Linked DNA regions of Mus musculus: regions 2, 3, 4 and 5 are each linked to region 1. Evidence: chromatin contacts called from public promoter capture Hi-C data. All regions are on one chromosome and are shown on one strand. The core of a region is the stretch at or near the end of the contact, and the rest is flanking DNA. Distances in the headings are between cores, read along the strand shown. Region 1 holds the start of Kcnk7 (potassium channel, subfamily K, member 7). Region 2 holds the start of Klc2 (kinesin light chain 2). Region 3 holds the start of Cdc42bpg (CDC42 binding protein kinase gamma (DMPK-like)). Region 4 holds the start of Atg2a (autophagy related 2A). Region 5 holds the start of Cd248 (CD248 antigen, endosialin).

Region 1 (4,001 bases), core at 1,174-3,673:
CCTGGCACACCTGGAACCCCTCGCTCACCACCGTTGGGCCTAATCAGCCGACCTCGGCCCTCACCACTCCGTAGCCGTATTGACCCATGGAGCTTCGTGTCAGCTGGGCCACGGCCTTCACCCCTGCCCTCTCCACAGCCTGCACCCCGACGGGCACCGTGGACCTTATTCCCAGACTCAGATCCCTTCTGGGACTCCCCACCTGCCAACCCCTTCCGGGGAGGCTCCCAGGACTGCAGGACGCAGACCAAAGACATGGGTGCCCAGGCCCCATGGGCACCAGAAGCAGGGCCCTGAGTGGGCCAGACCACACCCCACGCTTCGGCTGCCTTCGAGGAGGCATAGCATACACTGGAAGAGGAACCAGGAGGCCTCTGTGGCTGCCTTGGTTTCCCCCAGGGACTCTGACCCTTTGGGGGTCAGGAACACTACACTGCACAGAAAGCCTTCACACTGGATGGGGGCTACACCCCACATGCCTACAAACTGTAGGGACCCCTGACTTACTGCCCCACTGGGGCCTGACACTGTACCTAGCTGGTTAGGAGGACCAGAGCCTGTCTCAGGGAATTGCCCCCAGGAGCGGAGCAGGGAGCAGGGAGGTCCAGGGGAAAGGGGCTGACCTCAGGTGTCACCAGCACTTTTGACCAAGTCCTGTTACTGTGGCCCCTGTCTCCAAGGCTGAGTTCCTGGACCCCCAACCCTGGAAGTTATTGGAGCCGGGGCTCTCTGGGTGCCTTTCTACTGCCCCGCCAAGGTTGGAGCCTTGGCTTGGGGAGCCAATGAAGCCAAATAAACTTGTAAGCTGTCTCCCCAAATGTAATGTCACCTTTCTTGGAGGTAATCTGGTGTTTTGTCTTCATGCCCCTAGAACTCTGGGCAGATAAGTAGCTGAGGCAGAGCTAGGAGGCCTTGTGCCTCCTCTCCTAGGACCAAGCCCAGCAACTGGGTAGTCGCTAAGGCCCAGCCCAGCCAGCCTCTCACCATTGCCAGGCTTTTCCTTGAGCCATCTCTACCATTCAAGTGATGCTTTGCCCGGAGGTTCCTTGTTGCCGGTGGTCCCTGTCTGCCTGCTAGGCCCAGCTGCGATGTCATCTCTAGGAACCTTTCCCAGGATGTGTCGTCTTCACCCCAGGGAGATACTCACCTCTGGGAAAAATCTCAAGGGTTTGCCCTGGGTTTGCCTCTCATATTCTGGATATGGGGAAGCCCACCCACCTGGAAGCATGGTGACCCTCCCTGGTGGCCTGGACCTGGCCTTGAGGTTCCCACCCAGTCAATGCCTTAGGGCAGTCCTTCCATGGTTTATGAATGAAGCTCCCCCAATTTACACAAAGTAGCCATTCCAGGTCTGCAGTCCAGCCAGGCAGAGGCAGGAGATCTGCAGCAAGAGCCAGAACAAAGAGTCAGGAACACCAAGCGCCCTTACCTCATGCTCTCTCCAACTGTGTCTATTCTGAGTCCCACAGAGCCTCTCCCACCCTCTGCTTAGGCGATCACTGTCCCACCCAGAATGCTTCAGCATCCTCACAAGATCTTTGGTCTACTTGCCAACAACAACCTGTCTCCTCAGCCCCTTCTTCATGGTTGGTCTCTGACTCCTATATGACTTTTTCCCTGATGTTATCTTTAAACTTTTATTTTATTTTAGACAATCTTACTCTATTGCCCTGACTTCGAACCTGCTTTGTAGATCAGGTTAGCCTTGAACTCACAGAAATCTTGAAGGCATTCGCCATCACACTTGGCCCTATATTTTTATATAGATTGCTGTTTTGCCTGCATGGGTCTTTACCACAAGTGTACCTGGTATACCTGTGCCAGGGGAAGGCTCTCAGGTAACCTGGAACTAGAGTCACTGGCAGTCGTGAGCCACCATGTAGGTGCCAGGAATCGAACCAAGGTCCTCTGGAAGAACAGCAAGTGTTCCTCACAGCAGACCATCTTTCCAGCACCATAACTAGCTTGTTCTCTGGTTGGAATATTACTTCCTTCAAAGAGTTTTCCTGGGAAGTTTGCCCTCCCCGCAGGCTGCTCCCTGGTAGTTTGTCAGCAGATTTCTTATGGGAGCAGCAGGAGAGGACAAACCTGTGTCTGTCATCTTCCCTGGTGTCTGAATGAGTGATGCATATGTGACCAAGGAGGCGTGACTTTGCGTACGTTCGTGTGAGGATCTCTCCAGGCTTTTCTCACCCAGTCAGTCTTCTCACCACAGTGTCTTCCTCCGCCCACCCCCAGTGCCCGGCTGCCATGTCTTGCCCCAGAAACTGGGCGTGCTGTGGCTCACCTCCCTCATTCACGTTCATTCTAGTCATCTCAGCCGCCTACCCACGCAGCACCTCCTCCCCGCCACGCCCTTCGCAGCCCCTCCCTGGTGCCACTGGTGGCTTAGCCTACTCCCTCACCTTCCCAGACTCAGTGCCATGCTATGGGGAGTCTGAAACCATGGGCCCGATACCTGCTCCTGCTTATGGCCCACCTGCTGGCCATGGGCCTTGGGGCTGTGGTGCTTCAGGCCCTGGAGGGCCCTCCAGCTCGCCACCTCCAGGCCCAGGTCCAGGCTGAACTGGCTAGCTTCCAGGCAGAGCACAGGGCCTGCTTGCCACCTGAGGCCCTGGAGGAGCTGCTAGGTGCGGTCCTGAGAGCACAGGCCCATGGAGTTTCCAGCCTGGGCAACAGCTCAGAGACAAGCAACTGGGATCTGCCCTCAGCTCTGCTGTTCACTGCCAGCATCCTCACCACCACCGGTAGGCACTACCACCACTACCACCAAGCAAACCAGGAGGAGGACCCAAGAGCTCTAGGGTGCAAGCCCTTCCCCCACCCCAAAGCTCCAGACAAAGCCACGGCTCTATCAGACCTGACATCACAAGTGGGGCTCCCCACACAACACACCCCAACTGGTGCCTCCACTTAAGCTGCCAGGAGGGGTGTGGCCTCCCCAGCCCCGCCCCTCAGCACTCTGCATCCAGCAGAGAAACCCGGGTCACATAGGCCTGAAGCCAGACAGAGAATACATCTGGGTGGGATAGACTCTTGGCTAGAGAGATGCTGTAGGAAGCACAGCTTAGAGCCGCCCTCGAGGAAGTCTGAGGGGAGGAAGTGGTGATGATGTGCTCAGAGCCCAGTGAACAGGGTGCAGAAGTAGGTCGGGTTAGCGAAATTCCTGGCTAAGAGAACAGATGTGCTTAGGCACAGAACTAGTCCTAGGGGGTTGGTTTTGTTTCATTGTCCTGCTAATAGTCTAAATACTTTTCAAAGTGAAATATGTATCTCTAACTTCCTTTCCAATTGGCTGGAGCAGGATGGAGCCTGCCTCTAGACCACATGGCCGCTGGCCCACCCAGTCTTCACTACACTCTTACCTCACAGCTGACTCCTAGGAGCTTTGGCCTTTGTAACCCATGGACCCTGCTGATCTTGTTCTCCCAGCATGCCCCAGTCTCCTACCTCTCCCTTTCTTGCTCCCTGCTTCTCTGGCTCTAAATGCTGTCTCTCGTGCATGCTGCCTCTTTTCAGAACGTCTTGTTCCCTTGCCTGCTTCCCTCCCATAACCCAGAGCCCGGGCAGATACACATTTGGGGAAAGAAGGCGGATGGCATGCCACAGGTTGAAGATTTGGAAATAATGGTAAAAATAAGAACTGACAAACCCAGGAAGTCAGGATCTGGCTGGGGAGACATTAGTTGTGGAGCGCTTGCCTAGAAGGCATGGGGCTCCCTGGTCTCCATCTGAAGTACAGATAAAGAGGAAGGGTCTCTCAAAGCCAGAATCAGCTTTAAATTGTTCCAGCTACAGACAGCCTAGGGCATCTGTCTTCAGAATTAATTTTCCAGAAAAGACAACAGTAACCCAGTGAGGTTAAGAAGCCAGTCCACCATCCAGTGAAAAGAGGACCCCAGCCTGAAGCATTCATGTCATCACCAAAAGGCAGACTTCTGTGGGAGGTGATGGAGAAAAAGTGACCGCCAGGGGCAGCCCACTCAAAAGCTTGCTGCCCT
Region 2 (4,131 bases), core at 1,025-3,524, 590 kb before region 1:
TGGCTTGGCCAAGAACCACAGAGAACAAAACCCTTCTCTATCCGACAGCCCAGTATATGGGGAACTAAACAGTCTTTCTTCCTGAAACTTGCTAAAAGCACAAACATCCAGGAGTTGTGCTGCCCCCACCCCAGTCTAGAACTGGTGTCTCCATGGCTACCCCTCTAATTCAAACTCCCTTCTAGCCTAGCAGTGGCTTCCTTGTCACTTGTTCCAAGAGTCCATCCTTGGCCTACTAAGGTTAACTCTCCATAGCTCCCAGAGAGATCTCAGAAGCTAAGTCAGGCATCTTCTGCTTGTTAGACCCTTCCACAGGCCACCTGATGGCCTGGACATATTCTGTCTTCTGCTTCCTCACAGCCTCTAGTGTCCCTCTCGCCCTCTCCGTAAGTTCTAGGTACACCATTCTTGTCTCCCTTCAAGCCCACGAGCTCTCCTACCTCGGTCTTTACACATGCAGCTGTCCTCTAGTTGCCTCTTTGGAGGCCAGCCCTTGAGCTAAAGTCATCTCAGAGAAGTCTTGCCTGATCAATAGACAAGACTCCCTTCTACAAACTGTCACAAGATCTTACTGTCCCTGGAGCACTGATCACAACTTGTTTCAAGTAACTAGTTGAATGTGTGTTTCTCTTCTCCTGTTGTACTAGGGGGGAAAATCATCTTATTTTGTTTTGAAGGGACAGTAGGGGAGCCAGGATCTTACTATGTGACTGACCCAAGCTGGCCTGGAGCTTGGGATCCTACTGCCTTCACCTCTCAAGAGCTGGGATTGCAGATACCATGCCTAGGGAGGACACAGACCTTGTCTGCATTCAATCTGCATCCTGAGCATTAACACACTGTAGCTCAGCACACAGTAAGTGAGAAGCTATACAACTTAATGAATTCATGCATAATTGTATTGTGAGGGGAGGTTACTAAAGTATTTCTGCTTTCTTCTGTCATCCCAGTCTGTTAGGTAGAATGAGGCCTGAATGGCATAGCTCAGTGTGAGGTAAGGGTGCCCGTTGGGGCAGGGCGCAGGGCTGGCATTTCCAAAGTGTATTCATTGAACGTTGCTTATTGTCCTAACGTGACGCTCTGAAAGACTTGTGTTTCCTTGCTGAGGGTGTTCCTACATCACCAGGGCCCTTCGGGTAATCTTCCACCACAGCCCCAACACTGACCTACCTGAGCCTCCCCAAGCCCCAGCTCGATGGCCTCCAGGGAGCGGCGCAGGAGGAGGCAGCGCTCCTGTGAGCCCGGCTCGGCCTCGCCTGCTTCATGAGAAGCTAGGGGAGCTAGCAGGGCACGATGCTCCCCTCTCAGGGTCTCTAAACCCTGGATCACCGCCTTGGTGCCCAGCACTATCTCGTCCTGACTCAGCTTCTCCTCTCGAGGAAGCACCATCGTGGCCATGGTCGTGCCGTCTGTGGAGGCAAGGGGTGGGGCAGGCGGACGCCAGGCCTAGGGCCACACCGCCGTCCACCCCAAGTTAGGTAAACACCGGGAGGTCCCCGGACGCCTAGGTCCCTATGGATGTCCAGATCCCTCAGCCCGCAGTCCTCGCCGTGCCAGCACGCGGCCTACAGGGGGCGCGCCAGGCTCGTCTAGCCTAGGGAGACGCAATGCGGTGTGACTGAAGTGAGGCTGGACCCCGATTCCGCCCCAGACCACCGGCTCAGGCCAGTTGATCTAAAGCCCATCTTCGAGAGTTATTCGGAACTGTCCTAATCGGTACACAGAGCACTAGGGCATTGCAAGGCGTTCCCAAGTCAGACGCCACAGGCTCTCCGGGCAACTGGGTCTCAGCCCTGGCGACAGCCCCTTTCCCAGGGCAAGCGGAACCACGAGCCCCTCCCCCAGGGCCGACCGAGCCCCGCCACCCCGTCCCCGCCCCCGCCGCTCCGGGGAGACTGCGGTCTTTAGTTTCGGGACAGGTCTCTTCAGGCCGCGCCCACAACGACCCCTCCCGCAGGCTGGCCTGAGGCCCGCAGACCCTCCCTAGAAAAGGCCGGATTCCCAGCCCCAGCCCGGGACCGCGCCCCCTCCCCGCGGGCCGGTCGGGTCCTCCCACAGGCCGCGCCCACGACCACGACGACTCCTCCTCTAGGCCGACCTGCAACCGCTCCTCACTGTCCGGCTTGACTGGGTCTCCCGGCCCAACCGGCCGGCGCCGACCTGCACCTTCTGCTTTGGCCCGGCTCCGGCTCCTGCTCCTGTCCCGCTTCACCCGGATCCTCGACCGTGAGCTCGTCTCGCTGCCTCCATCCCGCCGGCCTTCCCAGCAGTCCCCGCGCCGCCTTAAAGGTGAAGCCGCTACCTCGGCGGCGTCGGAGGGGGCGAAACACGCTCCAGCCGGCCAGCTCGCTGCCTTAAAGGGGCCCCGCAGGCCTGGCCGGCTTCGGGGTGGGGCCAGCCCAGACGGGACGCAGAGGGGCGTGGCTGGACTCGCCCCCTCGGACCAGAGCTTCCAGGTCTGTGCGCTCTGCGGAGCTCCGACCCCGGACCAGAGTGACTGAGGAGCAAGAAGGCCGACCTCCTCAGATTCCAGAGCGAGTCGGTCCACATTGATTGACTGTCAAGTGTTTTTGTCGATGTCTTAGTGCATTGACTTAATGCTCACAAAGGGCTGGTGAGGTGGGTGTTGCCATTACCCACCTCTCACACATCTGACCCCCCAGCCCCCTCCGCGCTCTAGAGACGCACCTCTTACCGGCTTCGGAGGTGACTGTGCCTGTAGGGAATTCTCAGCATCTAGGTTTGCTTTGTGAGGGAACAGAAGGAGGCTTCTGGTTAAAAAGGAGAATTGGGTGGGAAGGAGCGTGTGGAGGTCGGTGGAGAAGGGAGAAGATCCACGCCCCTGAGGGGAATATCTGGGTGGATACTGCTGACCAGATAAGGAGGTCAGACGAGTGCCTTTGGATTGTGGTGGTGTCATTGGGGGGCCTCAGATTGGGTGTCACCAACTCGGAAGGAAAGACCTCTGTGCTAGATAGTTTTATGTCAACTTGACACAAACTAGGGTCATTGAACAGATGGGAATCTCGGCTGAGAAGATGCTGCCATAGGATCGGGCTGCAGGAAAACCTGTTTTCTTACTGATTGTTGTGGGAGGGCCCAGGCCAGGGTAGGTGAGGCCAGAAGGCAGTTCTGAGCAAGTTCAGAGGGCAAGCCCAGAAGCAGCACTCCTTCATGGGCTCTGCATCAGCTCCTTTCTCTGGGTTCTGTTCTCTCTGGGTGCCTGTCCTGACTTCCTTCACTGGATGAAGAGTGCACCAAATAAACCCTTTTGGTCACTGTGTTTCCACACAGCAATATTAACTCTAACTAGGACGGCCTCTTTGGTCCCTATCCCACTAGATTCTACAGTACTCTTCCCATCTCTACTCCACACCCACTTGGTGCTGACACAACATCGGCCTTTCTAACATTTTTCTTGTTTTGCCTTCTGGAATGTAGGTCATCACCTGTTGGCTGGGGCCTGGGGTAGATAGAGAATGTGGTAGCAATCAGTAGACGGCTACCTTACAAAGCGTGCGGAGGGGAGGGGATGGCTGAAAGGATGCCTCGGTGGTGAAGAGCATTTGTTTCTCCTGCTCAGGACTTGAGTTTCATTTGCAGCACCCATTGGCTCACAACCATCTTTACCATTTCCAGGGCATCGATAGATACCGCCATCTGAGTTCAGCAGGCACTAGGAACTCATGTGGTACACACACATACTTGCAAGTGAAACACTCATACACATAAAAAATAAATCAGAAAGCCAGGCGTGGTTGGTGCACGCCTTTAATCCCAGCACTTAGAAGGCAGAGGCAGGTGGATTTCTGAGTTTGAGGCCAGCCTGGTCTACAAAGTGAGTTCCAGGACAGCCAGGGCTATACAGAGAAACCCTGTCTTGAAAAACAAAACAAAACAAACAAAACAAAAATCAGAAAGGAAAAAAAAAAGTCAGAGAGATACACTTGCCCCTGACTAGTCCTTCCAAACCTACATTTGGTCTCATTTTCTGTAACAAGGGGCCAGCACCACCCTCAGCCAACTTCTCAGTTGACAAGTCTATAGGCATCTCAGGGACCTGGGGTTTGTCTTTTTTTTTTTTAAGGTATTTTCCTCATTTACATTTCCAATGCTATACCAAAAGTCCCC
Region 3 (4,305 bases), core at 451-2,950, 600 kb after region 1:
GCATTGAAGCCTGCTTGGGGTTGGGATTTTCTCAGAATTCAGCTTTCAAAGAGGTTAAGGGTCTTGGGGAAGTTGATGCAAGGACCTTGCCAAGAGCGGAGGCCTGGGCAGTTGGCCCTTGACTGACCTTTGTGACTAGAGAATCAGCATTACAGGAAGGGTCCCAGCCTCCTAGTTCTCCATGACGACTTGCAAATACTAGACACTCATTCCTCCCCTAGTCTCTGGCGCCTCCTTGTGGCTTCTGTGGGCCCCAGCCCTGCCCTGTGCTGAGGAGGTTCAGAATCCCTGAGAGAGCCAGTAGGCTCCATCAATTCACCCTGTAATCTAAGAACTAGGAAGTTGAAGCAGTACGCCTGGGAATTCTGGGTCATTCTTGACTACATAGTGTGTTCCAGATCAGCCTAGTTTATATGAGAGGATAAAAACAACACCAACAACAAAAACCGTAAATCCAAACTCCAGTCTGCCCTCCCTGACCCTCCCTTGGCAGTGCCATGGCATTGAATTTGAATCCTGAGTCTCTTTCCCAGCCTGATAGATCTGGAAAGAAATATATGCCTGTGTTTTCCCCATTTCAAATTGTGGACCTCATGGAGAAGGGGCTTCTGTAAAGATCAAATGAGAGACCTACAGTGGTTGGTTGGTTTTTTTTTTTTTTTTTTTTTGTTTTGTTTTTTTTTTACAGGGTTTCTCTGTATAGCCCTGGCTGTCCTGGAACTTACTCTGAAGACCAGGCTGGCCTGGATCCCAGAGATCTACCTGTTTTTGCCTCCCAAGTACTGGGATTAAAGGCGTGCACTCCCACACCACCACCCCAACATAACCCCTGTAATGTTTCTAGACCCCGTTAGATGGGATTTGGGTGTCCCACTCACTTTGCCCCTGCAAACATTCAGAATGCTTCCTCCCTCAACGCTGATGACTCGATCCTGTCAAGGTCTTCAGCTTGCAGTCTGGAAGGAGAGGCAAGCCCTCTAAGTAGGCCTTTAAACAAGTTGTTCAAAAGACACCAGAGCACCCTTCTCTTTGGTATCTGGCCTGTCACCATCAAGACCAACACAGATGGCCAGAAATAAAAAACCTCCCTGGACACAGCCAGCACCTCCACCTCCTTTGCCTCCATCAGCACATCTCAAACTTCTTGTGCCCTCCACGTTCCAGTTCAGGGCCTTGTTCCCGCCAAAGCCTTGAAAATCAGTCCCATCTAGGTCCACACGAGAATCTAGTTTCAGAGACCCCCTACCCTCAGCCTTCCAAAGCCGCAGTGTATTCATGCTAAATGAGTGTGCCCATCCTACCTCAACTACATGTCTCTGGGTTAGTTTTAAGGATTTAAAGGAGATCAGAAACTTTTGGGGGTAGATGGGTGTGTTGCCTTAGCGCCGCTTTCAAACCGAGGCCAGAGCGGACTACAACTCCCATCCGGCTTCAGGGCCGCAACCGTCCCTAGCCCCTCTGGCCTGGCTAAGGGACAGGCCGCTGGCCGGGTCCCGCGGGAAGTTGCGCTAGGCTCTGTCTAGGTTAGTGTCTCATGAGGGTCTAGGTGGCGCTGGGACTGGGGTGGCACCGTGATCAGAGGGGCCTTTTGCGACCCCAACGGACCCCCTCCAACCCCGCCCAGGAGTTACTTTTCGTGGCCCGCCCTCCCACTTCCTGGACGAGGGTCGGCCCCGCCCCCGCGCGCCTCCGCCTTCCCACCTTCACCTTCAGCCGCGGCTCCCATTGGCCGGCGCGCACCTGCCCGTCCGTCGGGGGCGGGCTTGGAGGGCGGGGCGGGCGACCAGGTGAAGGAGCGCGGGTGGCGACCGAGGAAGGTGACAGCGGGGAGGGCGGGAGGGAGGGGGGAAGCCGCGCAGAACGAGCCACGGGACCACAGACGGACCGCCGGGCGGACGGACGGACGGGGCATGCGGGCGGCCTGGCTCTAGCCCGGGTTTCGGGGCTCCAGCGGCAGCCATGGAGCAGCGGCTGCGTGCGCTGGAGCAGCTGGTACGGGGCGAAGCTGGTGGCAGCCCAGGGCTCGACGGCCTCCTGGATCTGCTGCTGGGGGTGCACCAAGAGCTCAGCAGCGCCCCCCTGCGCCGGGAGCGTAACGTGGCGCAGTTTCTGAGCTGGGGTGAGTGGTCCGGGCAACACCCGGGAAGGGAAGCTGGAGGGACGACAACACCTGGAGCTTTGTGCCCCCAGACCTTTTCCCGGGAGTGGCATATTCCTGAAACTTCCTCATTGTGCTGTATCTAACGCTTGCCGTTGGTCTCCACAGCCCGCTCGCTCACCTGCACCTTACTTCAAACTCCCAGAGACAGGTACATAAGGTACACTTCCCACATACCCTGCTACAGACCCCAGACATGTTGCCAATACACATCTTTCACAACGGTCACCTCATGCTCTACCTAGAACATACATTTAGGCGGACACCGTTTTGTGTGACATAAACATACAGACTTTCTCTATTTCCTCCGTTCTTCAAGAGGACGGGCACTTTGTTCTAGGACCCCTCTCACCTGTCACACACTCAAAAGTCCTCGTCCTTCACCTTGCAGACAAGTCTCCTTACTTCAATCCCTAGCCGGGACCAAGAACCAACCTCAACCCCTTTGGAGGATTTGGGGTCTTGTTAGAAGTGGTTTTATTTGATTCGTCTGAATCCTTGGGAATGGCTGACTTAGGGTGATCCTAAACCCAATGTGGGCACTGGACACATCTGGCCAGGCTTTGGTGAGGAGGGCATGGGAATTGGGCCTGAAACATGGGGTGTTTACCCTGTAGGCGATCAGAGTTCTTGGTGCTCCTGAGCTATGGGCAGACACAAGGCTAGGCCAAATATGGATGGGGGTCTACCAGCCAGTCCTGCCATTTCTTTCTGGGGTGAGAGCAGTTAGACGGCCCTGCCCCCGTTGCCTGCCTGTTTCTCTGTGACTCTTCTGTGTTTTACAAGTGTCTGATTTGTCATCACTCCCACATGACACCTGTACCTGGGTGTGTGCATGTGGCACATGTGTGTGTGTTTACACATATGTGTGTTTCTCCCTGCCTGCCTCTGGCACCTCTGCTTGGGACCCCAACACAGGGCATGTCTGTTGACTTCTCCCGAGGTAACTCCAAGGCCGGGTGTGACTCACGCCTCTCCTGCCCCAACTTGTCCCTGCTCCTGCCCAGAGCCCCCACCCCTTCTGGCAAGACAAAGGTATTAGGCATCCTGTCCAGGAGGTTGGATCTGGGCACCAAGTTTGGCCAATGTGGCTGGTGGTCACCTCTGATATTTCTGCAGGCTGGCAGCTGCTCCTCCCTGGCTCCATGCATAAACCTGGGAAGAGACAATTAATTTCTGTAGTGAGGTTTGCACACCTCCCCCGCTGTGGGGGTTCTGCCTGATAAACCTGTGGAACAGCTCTCTGTCCCACCCACAGGCCCGCCCAGCTGGCAGGGAGTTTACCTTCTGGCAGGGGGAAACTGAGGCAAGGTGCCAGATCGTAGATGTCCCCCAGTCCTCACTGGTCACTCCTGTCTTCATCATTTCCCAAGACTCGGTGCCCTTCCCCCTGGCCTACAGCCACTTCAGTTATGGGGAGAGCCTGGGAGTGGTTGGACCTAGCCCTTGCGGAGGTGGTGGTAGGGCAAACAGACTGTGATGCGGGAGGAGGTTCCTGCCTGTATAAGCCCCATCCAGAGAGGGAGGTAGGGCTCTAAGTGGCAGGGCTATCAAGCCTGGAAGGAATCCTGTGTGCTCACACCCTCAGGTGCTGGCATTGGGCACCAGGTGAAGTTTTTGGCCCTGTTTGAGTGTCTTGTGAGTACCTGAGCAGGCTGGTATCTGTTCCTGACCCAGAGGCCCCACTTGGGGAACACAGAGCCTGTCTTTCTGGAGCACTGTAGAAAGTGTCCTCCCTGCCCCCAGGGGCTACCCCAGGCCTCACCTCCAGCCAGATTGCTCTGTGCTACAGGGTCCCCAGACCCAGGCCCACAGTTCCTGAGTGGCAGAGAAACTTTCTGGGGACAAAGAATGTCACCTATCCAGTTTCCCAGATAGGCCCCTGGGCTGGCCTTGAGGGGTCAAAGGCTGTGAACTAGGGGTGAGAGTGGTGTCTTTATTGTCTCTAGGGTATTAGGCCCCTGGCTAAAGAAGACCACAAGGTCCCTCTGTGCCTCATAAAGAGACTACTTGGAGTCTAGAGCCCAGGAAGGTTCTGAGGCTAGGTGGTCCACTGAGTCAGGACCCTCACCATGCTTGTATCATGACCAAATAGTCCCTGCTTCTCATCTGTCCCTCAGCTGGGTTGTCTCTGGGAGAGTCACCCC
Region 4 (4,279 bases), core at 982-3,481, 540 kb after region 1:
CAGCAACCACATGGTGGCTACTGTAAAGTGATCAGATTCCCTCTTCTGGTGTGTCTGAAGACAGCTACAGTGTGCTTATATACATAAAATAAACAATCCTCTTATAAAAGAAAGAGAGAAAGAAAGGGAAAAAGAAAGAAAGGGTCTCTCTGAGCTGGGTGTGGCAGTGTCTTGGGTGGGAGGCAGAGGCACGTGAGTTGAGGCCAGCCTGGACTACAAAGTGGGATCCAGAAAGTGTCCAGTCAGGGCTGTGACACACACAGAGAAATCCTGTCCTGAAAAACCATAAAGGGGGGTGGGGGGCCATTTTTAGCTGCCAGGCTGTAGGAAAGAGGAGATCCCAGTTTATGGAAAGTTGAATTATTGATTTTAGGATTAGACATATGAAAAGCCATTATTTCAGAGAGGACCCCAACAAACCACAGAAGGGAGGGACCTTAATCTGCTGTGCATTCCTTAAATGGGAGGGGAAGAGGAGGGAAAAAAGACCTTCCTGGTGATGGGCTAAACAACCTTCATAATCCTATTTTCTACCTCTTAAATTGGGAACACTAGCAAACCAAATGAAAATGAGGACATGGCCACTCGAAAGTACAGCTGAGGAGAAGGCATGGGTTCCTTGTGGATGCAAGGAAGAGAACAGCCAGAGGCATCTGGAAGAGTCCAGAGCAGGGAGAGAGGGGAGCAGGGGTGCAGAGAAAGCAAAGAGGGCAAAGAAATGAACCTCCAGGGCTGGAGAGGTTAGGGGACAGGGTCTGCCAGCCAGGATGACTCTGTACCATGTACTTATGAGTAGGGACTCAGGTAGCCCAAGAGGTTAGCATGGACCTTGATAGATATACATTAGGCACCAAAGACTCTCATTGATGTGAGTCATAGTCCCTTTTGCCAGAGATAAGCAGAATGGCTCCTCTTAGCAAGTAGGAACTATCATCCCCCACTCCACCCCACCCCACCCTGCAGGACCGGGTTTCTCTGTGTAACCTTGGCTGTTCTGGAACTCCCTCTGTAGACTAGGCTAGCCTGGAATTCAAAGACTGGCTTGGTGTATGTCCCTGAGGGAATCCTCACTTTTGTCTAAATGTCTGAATTTGGGAAAAGGAATTTCTTGGGGACCTGACAGAATTTTTAAAAAGAGAGAAATGGGTGTGTGTGTGTGTGTGCCTTCAATCCCAGATTTTAGAAGCACAGGCAGATGCATCTCTGATTTCAAGGATAGCCTGGTCTACAGAGCGTTCCAGGACAGCCAGGCTACACAGAGAAACTTTGTCTCGGAAAAAACAAAAAACAAAAAAAGGAAAGAACAAGGAAGAAGAAAGAAAAAAAAAAGTGGAAACAAATAGTGCCTTTTTAGGGAGTTGTTAACAATAATGGATAAGATAAGCGGCTAGGAGGAGTGGGGAGAGGGGTTTTGTGGAGGCAAACTGGGAGGAATAACATTTGAAATGTAAATAGATGCCTGGCAGTGGTGGTGCACGCCTTTAACGCCAGCACTTGGGAGGCAGAGGCAGGCTTTAGAGGCCAGCCTGGTCTACAGAGTGAGTTCTAGGACAGCCAGGGATACACAGAGAAACCCTGTCTCGAAAAACATACAAACAGAAATGTAAATAGATAAAATAACAAATAAGCAAATGAAAAAAGATAAAGGACTAAAGCAAGTTTCATAGGGCTGGGCGTGATGATGTATGCACGCCTTAAATTCCATCATAGAGAGGCAGAGGCAGGAGGATCCTATGAGTTCAAGGCCAGCCTGGACTACAGTGTGAGTTTCAGAACCGCCAAATACAGAAAAGCTTGTCTCCAAAAAAAAAAAAAAAAAAGTTTTATAAAAGTGCAAATGTGCATTTGTTGCCAAAAGATAGACTGCAAAATTCGCACTGACTTTACTCCTCTGATAAGCTTGTCTACAAATTGGGTGAGTCACTGTTCCTTTAAATTCTTCCCAATCACCTAAAAAAAAAAAAAAAAAGTTGGACAAATCGGCACATGCGCACTCTTCCTGGCCCGGACTGTCGCCCTACGGTTGCAGCCTTTCCGCAGCTTGAAGCAAGGAGGTTAAAGGTCCTCCCACTCAGAATTTACGCGCAAGCGTAAACTACGATTGGGAGCATTTCATCTCGCAAAGAGCCCAGTCCCTTTTTCGCTCTTCAAGGCTCCGCCTCCCGCGGCCAATCAGTGGGCCTCGCCCTTCGCAATGACCAATGGCAGCGAGCGTGGGGGCGTGGTTGGGCGTCCGGGGGCGCGGCCTGGCGCTGAGAGAAGCGGCGGGGCGAACCGGGGGCTCTAGTGAACAGCACAGCCGGACCGAGATCGCCGGCTGTCGGCCAGCGGAAGCGGCTCGGGCCCGGCGGTCCCCGAGATGTCACGATGGCTGTGGCCATGGTCGAACTGTGTGAAAGAGCGTGTCTGCCGCTACTTGCTACAGCACTACTTGGGTCACTTCTTTCAGGAGCACCTCAGCCTGGACCAGCTCAGCCTGGATCTGTACAAGGGCAGCGTTGCCCTGCGGGATATTCACCTGGAAACCTGGGTGAGGAGGCAGGGCAGAGGTGGGATGGTGTGGAGAGAGGGAGCACGGGCCAGCGAAGGGTCCTCGCGGAAGGTTTGGGCTGGAGGACAGGCACCGTGTTTGGAGAGGCCAGTGGGTCTCGACCGCCTCCGCCAGGCCCCCTGGCTGGCCCGTCACCACTTAACCAGAAGCTAGGAGAGAAGTCTCTGTCTTCACCTCTCTAGGAGAGACAGACTAGGAAGTGAGGTGTTACTTTAAAAAAAAAAATGTCACCATCATCATACGGAGTTTGGGAGAGCTGCTTGGGGAAGGGGATTCCCGGGAGCTAGGGGAGCAGAGAGATGTTGTGGGGAGCCAGGCAGTAACAAGAGCTGGAACTAGGGTAGTCAGGGAGGCTTTGGGGGTGTTAAGAGCCCTGCCAGGGGCACCTGTAGAAAGATGTGTCCTGACCTCCTCACCCCATGATCCTGGGCATAAGGGGTGGAGATCGCCCCCGGATGTGGATGTCAACAACAGCGTCACTGCCTTCTGTGTTGATCCACACCTCGTGTGACTGTTGCTGCTCTCTACTTCCTGCTTTTGGGAGAGTGGGAGGGGCCTAGCTTGGGTTTAGGGAAGGACTTGGTCTCTGGCATCTCTACCTGGAGGGCAGCCCTCCAGGAGAGGTGTAGAGGTTTAGCTTCAGGCTAGCTGGGGTGGGGGATGGGAGGAGAAGCTGGGCCTGATGCTCAGGAGGTCTGAGGCCTAGGGTATGGAGTTGAGCAGGAGGCTGGGGGTGGCAGGTGAGGGGCATTGACTCACAGCTGATGGCTGGGAGTAGCCAAGGAGCCACCAATTAGAGGCTCCAGCTAAGGGCTGGTATGGGGTCATCCTAGCTCCAAGAGCAGTAGAATGGGCATGTGGCAGGGCTGGCCTCTTTCTCTTTTCTAGCTGGCCTATGGGTCTGCAGCTTCACTTAGAAAGAGCTAGAGGTGAGCCATGCCTTTGGGAACAAATATGGGTTGAAGAGATGGTGGCATCTTCTAATGGCCTGGTATAAGAGGTGTCTGACCTTCGCCTCTTAAACCGCTCAGAAAAATATCCAACATCTGGGTGTTCCCTTTTTTTTTTTTTTTGCTTTCAGCCAGAATGCCTTCTCAGTCCACTCTCTTGTTTCTTTTTTTTTTGGGAGGGGGGGCTGTCCAGGGCCCTGGCTGTTTTCTAGCCTCTCCCAGACAGCCCAGGCACCTCACTTAAGCCCACCCCTCTCTGCTCTTCACCCTACAACCCTACCTTGAAGGCATTCCAAGCAACTACATGGTCCAAGGACCAAGTTGAGCCCTTCCCAGCCTCAGCTTTCCTGGTACCTGGAGTGACTAAGACAAATGCCTAGGCCTCAGTGTCCCCATCAATAGAAGAGGAAGGTTGACTCAACCTCTGCTTGCCTCTGGCTCTGGCCTTGTTTGTTTATCCGTGGGCTCAGCGGGTGTTTACCGAGTACTACCCAGAGCACCTGGGTTCTTAGGGAGAAGACTAGTGACTCATGGCCTCAGGCGTTCCCAGGCCGACAGGGATACAAACCCAGCACAGCATCCCCTTCCTATGTCTTGATTGTATAGCTCTACTGTGGGTCTAGGACTGGGGTCATTTGGCCTTGGATCAATCCCTCTCCTGGACCTAACCTTGAACTCTGCCTGTCTAGGATGAAGATGTGTTACTTGCTGCTCTTGACTAGGTCTCTCTGCTTCTTCTCATGCCTGGGGTGGGCCAGCATCCTACTTCCTCCACCTG
Region 5 (4,472 bases), core at 852-3,351, 640 kb before region 1:
TTCCAAAGAACAAACCTTCTCTTTCACTTTCTCATCCATGGGTCATGAGATTTTTAGTGCTGGGAATTCAACCCAGGACCAGACATCACCCTACCACGAAGCCACATCCCCAGCTGGCTCAGAATCTGCGGAGAATATAAAGGATCGTGTGTTAATGCCAGACTCAGAGGTGATGGGAAGACCAGGACTTTAAGGTCATCCTGGACCACACAGTGAGCTCCAGCTTAGCCTGGGCAACATGTAAGACTTTGCCTCAAAAAATCAAAAACGGACAGGGCGTAGTGGTGCATGCCTTTAATCCCAGCACTCGGGAGGCAGAAGCAGGCGGATTTCTGAGTTCGAAGCCATCCTGGTCTACAGAGTGAGTTCCAGGACAGCCAAGGCTATACAGAGAAACCCTGTCTCGGAAAAATAAATAAATAAAAAACGGGCTGGAGTGATGCCTAAGCAGCGAAGAGTACTTCTTGCTCTTGCAGAGGACCCAAGTTTGGTTCCCAGCACCCACACGGTAGTTTAAAAATACCCGTAACTCCAGTTCCAGGGAATTTGATGCCCTCTTCTGACTTCTGAAGGTAACAGGCACACACACGGTACACACGCATACATGCAGGAAAAACACTCATAAACAGAAAGCAAAAATGTTTTTAAAAGTCGAAATAAAAACCAAGAGTAGCCGGGCACGATGGCACACTCGGGAGGCAGAGGCAGGCAGATTTCTGAATTCAAGGCCAGCCTGGTCTACAGAGTGAGTTCCAGGACAGCCAGGGCTACACAGAGAAACCCTGTCTCAGAAAACCAAAACAAACAAACAAACAAACAAAAAACCCCAAGGGTATAAAAGGATTACCTGGTGTTGGGTGACTGTAGTACCTGCTACTTAGAATCCAGGAGTTTGGAATAGCCTTGGCAACAGAGCAAACTCCATCTCTTAAAAATAAATAAATAAATAAATAAAGGTAAAAAGAGAATGCAGGGGTTAATCCTTCACACAGAATCCCAGGGCCACCCTGGGTGCCTGGCCCAGTGTGCAAACCTCCAGAGGCCTCCAGGAAGGGCTGGAAGAGGACCCTGGGAGTAAGGAGGACAATGTGATGCCTGTGTCACACTTACTATCCTGTTGTGTCCCCATGCCCATACATGGTCTTGCACAGGTCCCCTCATAGCAGCCGTGCTCACCCTGAGCAGAGCTCAGTCTCCACAGAGCCCAGAGTCATGCACCCTGCCTTCCTGCAGCAGAAGCCTGGAGAGGCATTTCCTGTTAGGGGGCAGCCTCCTCCCGCTCTAAGCCCAGGTTCCCAGGGCCCCTGACTGAGCCAGGGTAAGGAGAGAGCAGGCCTTGGCCTCCTCCCCCCTCCCTAACCCCTAATGCTGGTCCTGCTGGAGCCAAAAAAACTTGGGAGTGAGGTAGGCTGAGCGAAGGGCTCATCAAATACGTGTCTGGTTGAGGTGGTTCTCAAGGAGGTTATCAAGTTGATTCTCACGCAGGGCCCAGGCAGGAATGGGTGGGGCCTCATCGTTGAGACCGTTTAGCAGGCCACATCATCCTAGCTTATCCACCTAAGGGCATACACAGCATGTCAGGAGAGCTGCGTGTGTGAGGCTGGGGTTTGGCGGCCTTAGATAGGGTGTCAGAGAAGATGCTCTTGCCAGGCTTGGAAGGAGTCGTTCACATATGTGTGATGAGAAAGGGCTGGCCCGATCAAGTCGTTGAGCTCAGAATGCAGCCAGTATACTGATACTGGTGAATCCAGATCCCGGCTTTCGGGAGTCTCTCTGGAAGACAGCTTCACCCCAGCTGCCTTAGCTGCAAACAACGCTGAAGTTTCAGAGGGTTGACTGGGGATGCTTCTCAGACAGACAGGTTCCCTTTTCCCTGACTCTCAGCTCTGTAACGCCTGAGGTAGCCCGTTAGTTGTACCTCCCCCCTCCTCTGCCCTTCGCCTCTCACCCCAGAACCCCCCCCACCCCACTGCTTCCTGCTCCAGCAGCCCCCGGGGAGCTAGCAGGGGAGCTGGCAGCGGCCCCAGCCCACTCCTTACAAGGCGTGAGTCCGCCGGGCCCGCCCCCGGCCCTCCCGCCAGAGGCCTTGATCCCTCCCCCTGTCAAGAGCAGCGGCAGGCCCGAGCCGGGCCAGTCGGGGGGCGTCGCGATGCTGCTGCGCCTGCTGCTGGCCTGGGTGGCCGCGGTGCCCGCACTGGGCCAGGTCCCCTGGACGCCGGAGCCTCGAGCCGCGTGCGGCCCCAGCAGCTGCTACGCGCTCTTTCCCCGGCGCCGCACATTCCTGGAAGCTTGGCGGGCGTGCCGCGAATTGGGGGGCAACCTGGCCACACCGCGGACCCCAGAGGAGGCCCAGCGTGTGGACAGCCTGGTGGGGGTCGGGCCGGCCAACGGGCTGCTATGGATTGGGTTGCAGCGGCAGGCTAGGCAATGCCAGCCGCAGCGCCCACTGCGGGGCTTCATATGGACCACGGGAGACCAGGACACCGCCTTCACCAACTGGGCCCAGCCGGCTACGGAAGGACCCTGCCCAGCCCAGCGCTGTGCAGCCCTTGAGGCCAGCGGAGAGCATCGCTGGCTCGAAGGCTCGTGCACACTGGCTGTCGATGGCTACCTCTGCCAGTTTGGTTTTGAGGGTGCCTGCCCTGCCTTGCCGCTTGAGGTGGGTCAGGCCGGTCCCGCTGTCTACACCACACCCTTCAACCTGGTTTCCAGCGAGTTCGAATGGCTGCCCTTTGGCTCCGTGGCAGCTGTGCAGTGCCAAGCTGGCAGGGGAGCTTCTCTGCTGTGCGTGAAACAGCCTTCAGGTGGCGTGGGCTGGTCCCAGACTGGCCCGCTGTGCCCAGGGACTGGCTGTGGTCCTGACAATGGGGGTTGCGAACATGAGTGTGTGGAAGAGGTGGACGGTGCTGTGTCCTGCCGCTGCAGTGAAGGCTTCCGTCTAGCAGCAGATGGGCACAGTTGTGAAGACCCCTGTGCCCAGGCCCCCTGTGAGCAGCAGTGTGAACCTGGAGGGCCACAAGGCTATAGCTGCCACTGTCGCCTTGGCTTCCGGCCAGCTGAGGATGATCCACACCGCTGCGTGGACACGGATGAGTGCCAGATTGCTGGTGTGTGCCAGCAGATGTGTGTCAACTATGTTGGTGGCTTTGAGTGTTACTGCAGCGAGGGTCACGAGCTTGAGGCAGATGGTATCAGCTGTAGCCCTGCAGGAGCCATGGGTGCCCAGGCTTCCCAGGATCTCAGAGATGAGTTGCTGGATGATGGAGAAGAAGGGGAGGATGAAGAGGAGCCCTGGGAGGACTTTGATGGCACCTGGACAGAGGAACAGGGGATCCTATGGCTGGCACCTACACATCCACCTGACTTTGGCCTGCCCTATAGGCCCAACTTCCCACAGGATGGAGAGCCTCAGAGATTGCACCTGGAGCCTACCTGGCCACCCCCACTTAGTGCCCCCAGGGGCCCCTACCACTCCTCAGTGGTGTCTGCCACACGGCCCATGGTGATCTCTGCCACTCGACCCACACTACCTTCTGCCCACAAGACCTCTGTTATTTCAGCTACACGCCCACCCCTGAGCCCTGTCCACCCACCTGCCATGGCCCCTGCCACACCTCCAGCTGTGTTCTCTGAGCACCAGATCCCCAAAATCAAGGCCAATTATCCAGACCTGCCTTTTGGCCACAAGCCTGGGATAACCTCGGCCACTCACCCAGCACGGTCTCCTCCGTACCAGCCCCCCATTATCTCAACCAACTATCCCCAAGTCTTCCCTCCCCACCAGGCCCCTATGTCTCCAGATACCCACACTATCACTTATTTGCCTCCAGTCCCCCCTCACCTTGATCCTGGGGATACCACTTCTAAAGCCCATCAACACCCTTTGCTCCCAGATGCTCCAGGTATCAGAACCCAGGCCCCCCAGCTTTCTGTCTCAGCTCTCCAGCCCCCTCTTCCTACCAACTCCAGGTCTTCTGTCCATGAAACTCCTGTGCCTGCTGCCAACCAGCCCCCAGCCTTCCCTTCTTCTCCCCTCCCCCCTCAGAGGCCCACTAACCAGACCTCATCTATCAGCCCTACACATTCCTATTCCAGAGCCCCTCTAGTCCCAAGGGAAGGAGTTCCCAGTCCCAAATCAGTGCCACAGCTGCCCTCGGTGCCCTCCACAGCAGCTCCAACAGCCCTGGCAGAGTCAGGTCTTGCAGGCCAAAGCCAAAGGGATGACCGCTGGCTGCTGGTGGCACTCCTGGTGCCAACATGTGTCTTCTTGGTGGTGCTGCTTGCCCTGGGCATTGTGTACTGCACTCGCTGTGGCTCCCACGCACCCAACAAGCGGATCACGGACTGCTATCGCTGGGTCACACATGCTGGGAACAAGAGCTCAACAGAACCCATGCCCCCCAGAGGCAGCCTTACAGGGGTACAGACCTGTAGAACCAGTGTGTGATGGGGTGCAGATGCCCCTTTGTGGG

The links. Promoter capture Hi-C pulls out the DNA fragments that hold promoters and counts their contacts.
Region 2: a promoter capture Hi-C map of liver shows a contact between it and region 1, with 5 times the contacts expected there.
Region 3: a promoter capture Hi-C map of liver shows a contact between it and region 1, with 3 times the contacts expected there. A contact is called at or near these places in 1 of 39 promoter capture datasets (liver), 1 of 130 datasets of targeted methods (pancreatic cancer cells) and 1 of 9 other capture datasets (embryonic stem cells).
Region 4: a promoter capture Hi-C map of embryonic stem cells shows a contact between it and region 1, with 2.5 times the contacts expected there. A contact is called at or near these places in 4 of 39 promoter capture datasets (cranial neural crest, embryonic stem cells and liver), 1 of 484 Hi-C or Micro-C datasets (cardiomyocytes), 1 of 130 datasets of targeted methods (double positive thymocytes) and 1 of 9 other capture datasets (adipose tissue).
Region 5: a promoter capture Hi-C map of liver shows a contact between it and region 1, with 5 times the contacts expected there. A contact is called at or near these places in 1 of 39 promoter capture datasets (liver) and 1 of 9 other capture datasets (adipose tissue).

What each region holds. Positions count from the first base shown.
Region 1 is chr19:5,702,048-5,706,048 of GRCm38.p6, forward strand. It overlaps Kcnk7 (potassium channel, subfamily K, member 7), which reads left to right and starts at 2,424. Exons shown (of 3, transcript NM_010609.3): 1 at 2,424-2,747. The coding sequence starts at 2,429. It overlaps Map3k11 (mitogen-activated protein kinase kinase kinase 11), which reads left to right. Exons shown (of 12, transcript NM_022012.3): 12 at 1-818. The coding sequence ends at 297.
Region 2 is chr19:5,116,024-5,120,154 of GRCm38.p6, forward strand. Klc2 (kinesin light chain 2) reads right to left here and starts at 2,275. Exons shown (of 16, transcript NM_008451.3): 1 at 2,099-2,275; 2 at 1,171-1,409. The coding sequence starts at 1,398. LOC115489018 (a long non-coding RNA gene) reads left to right here. Exons shown (of 2, transcript XR_003952889.1): 2 at 678-3,309.
Region 3 is chr19:6,304,757-6,309,061 of GRCm38.p6, forward strand. Cdc42bpg (CDC42 binding protein kinase gamma (DMPK-like)) reads left to right here and starts at 1,701. Exons shown (of 37, transcript NM_001033342.1): 1 at 1,701-2,119. The coding sequence starts at 1,960. Gm52380 (a long non-coding RNA gene) reads right to left here and starts at 1,790. Exons shown (of 3, transcript XR_003952842.1): 1 at 1,708-1,790; 2 at 879-956.
Region 4 is chr19:6,239,437-6,243,715 of GRCm38.p6, forward strand. Atg2a (autophagy related 2A) reads left to right here and starts at 2,232. Exons shown (of 40, transcript NM_194348.3): 1 at 2,232-2,530. The coding sequence starts at 2,360.
Region 5 is chr19:5,065,977-5,070,448 of GRCm38.p6, forward strand. Cd248 (CD248 antigen, endosialin) reads left to right here and starts at 2,102. Exons shown (of 1, transcript NM_054042.2): 1 at 2,102-4,472. The coding sequence starts at 2,150. The coding sequence ends at 4,447.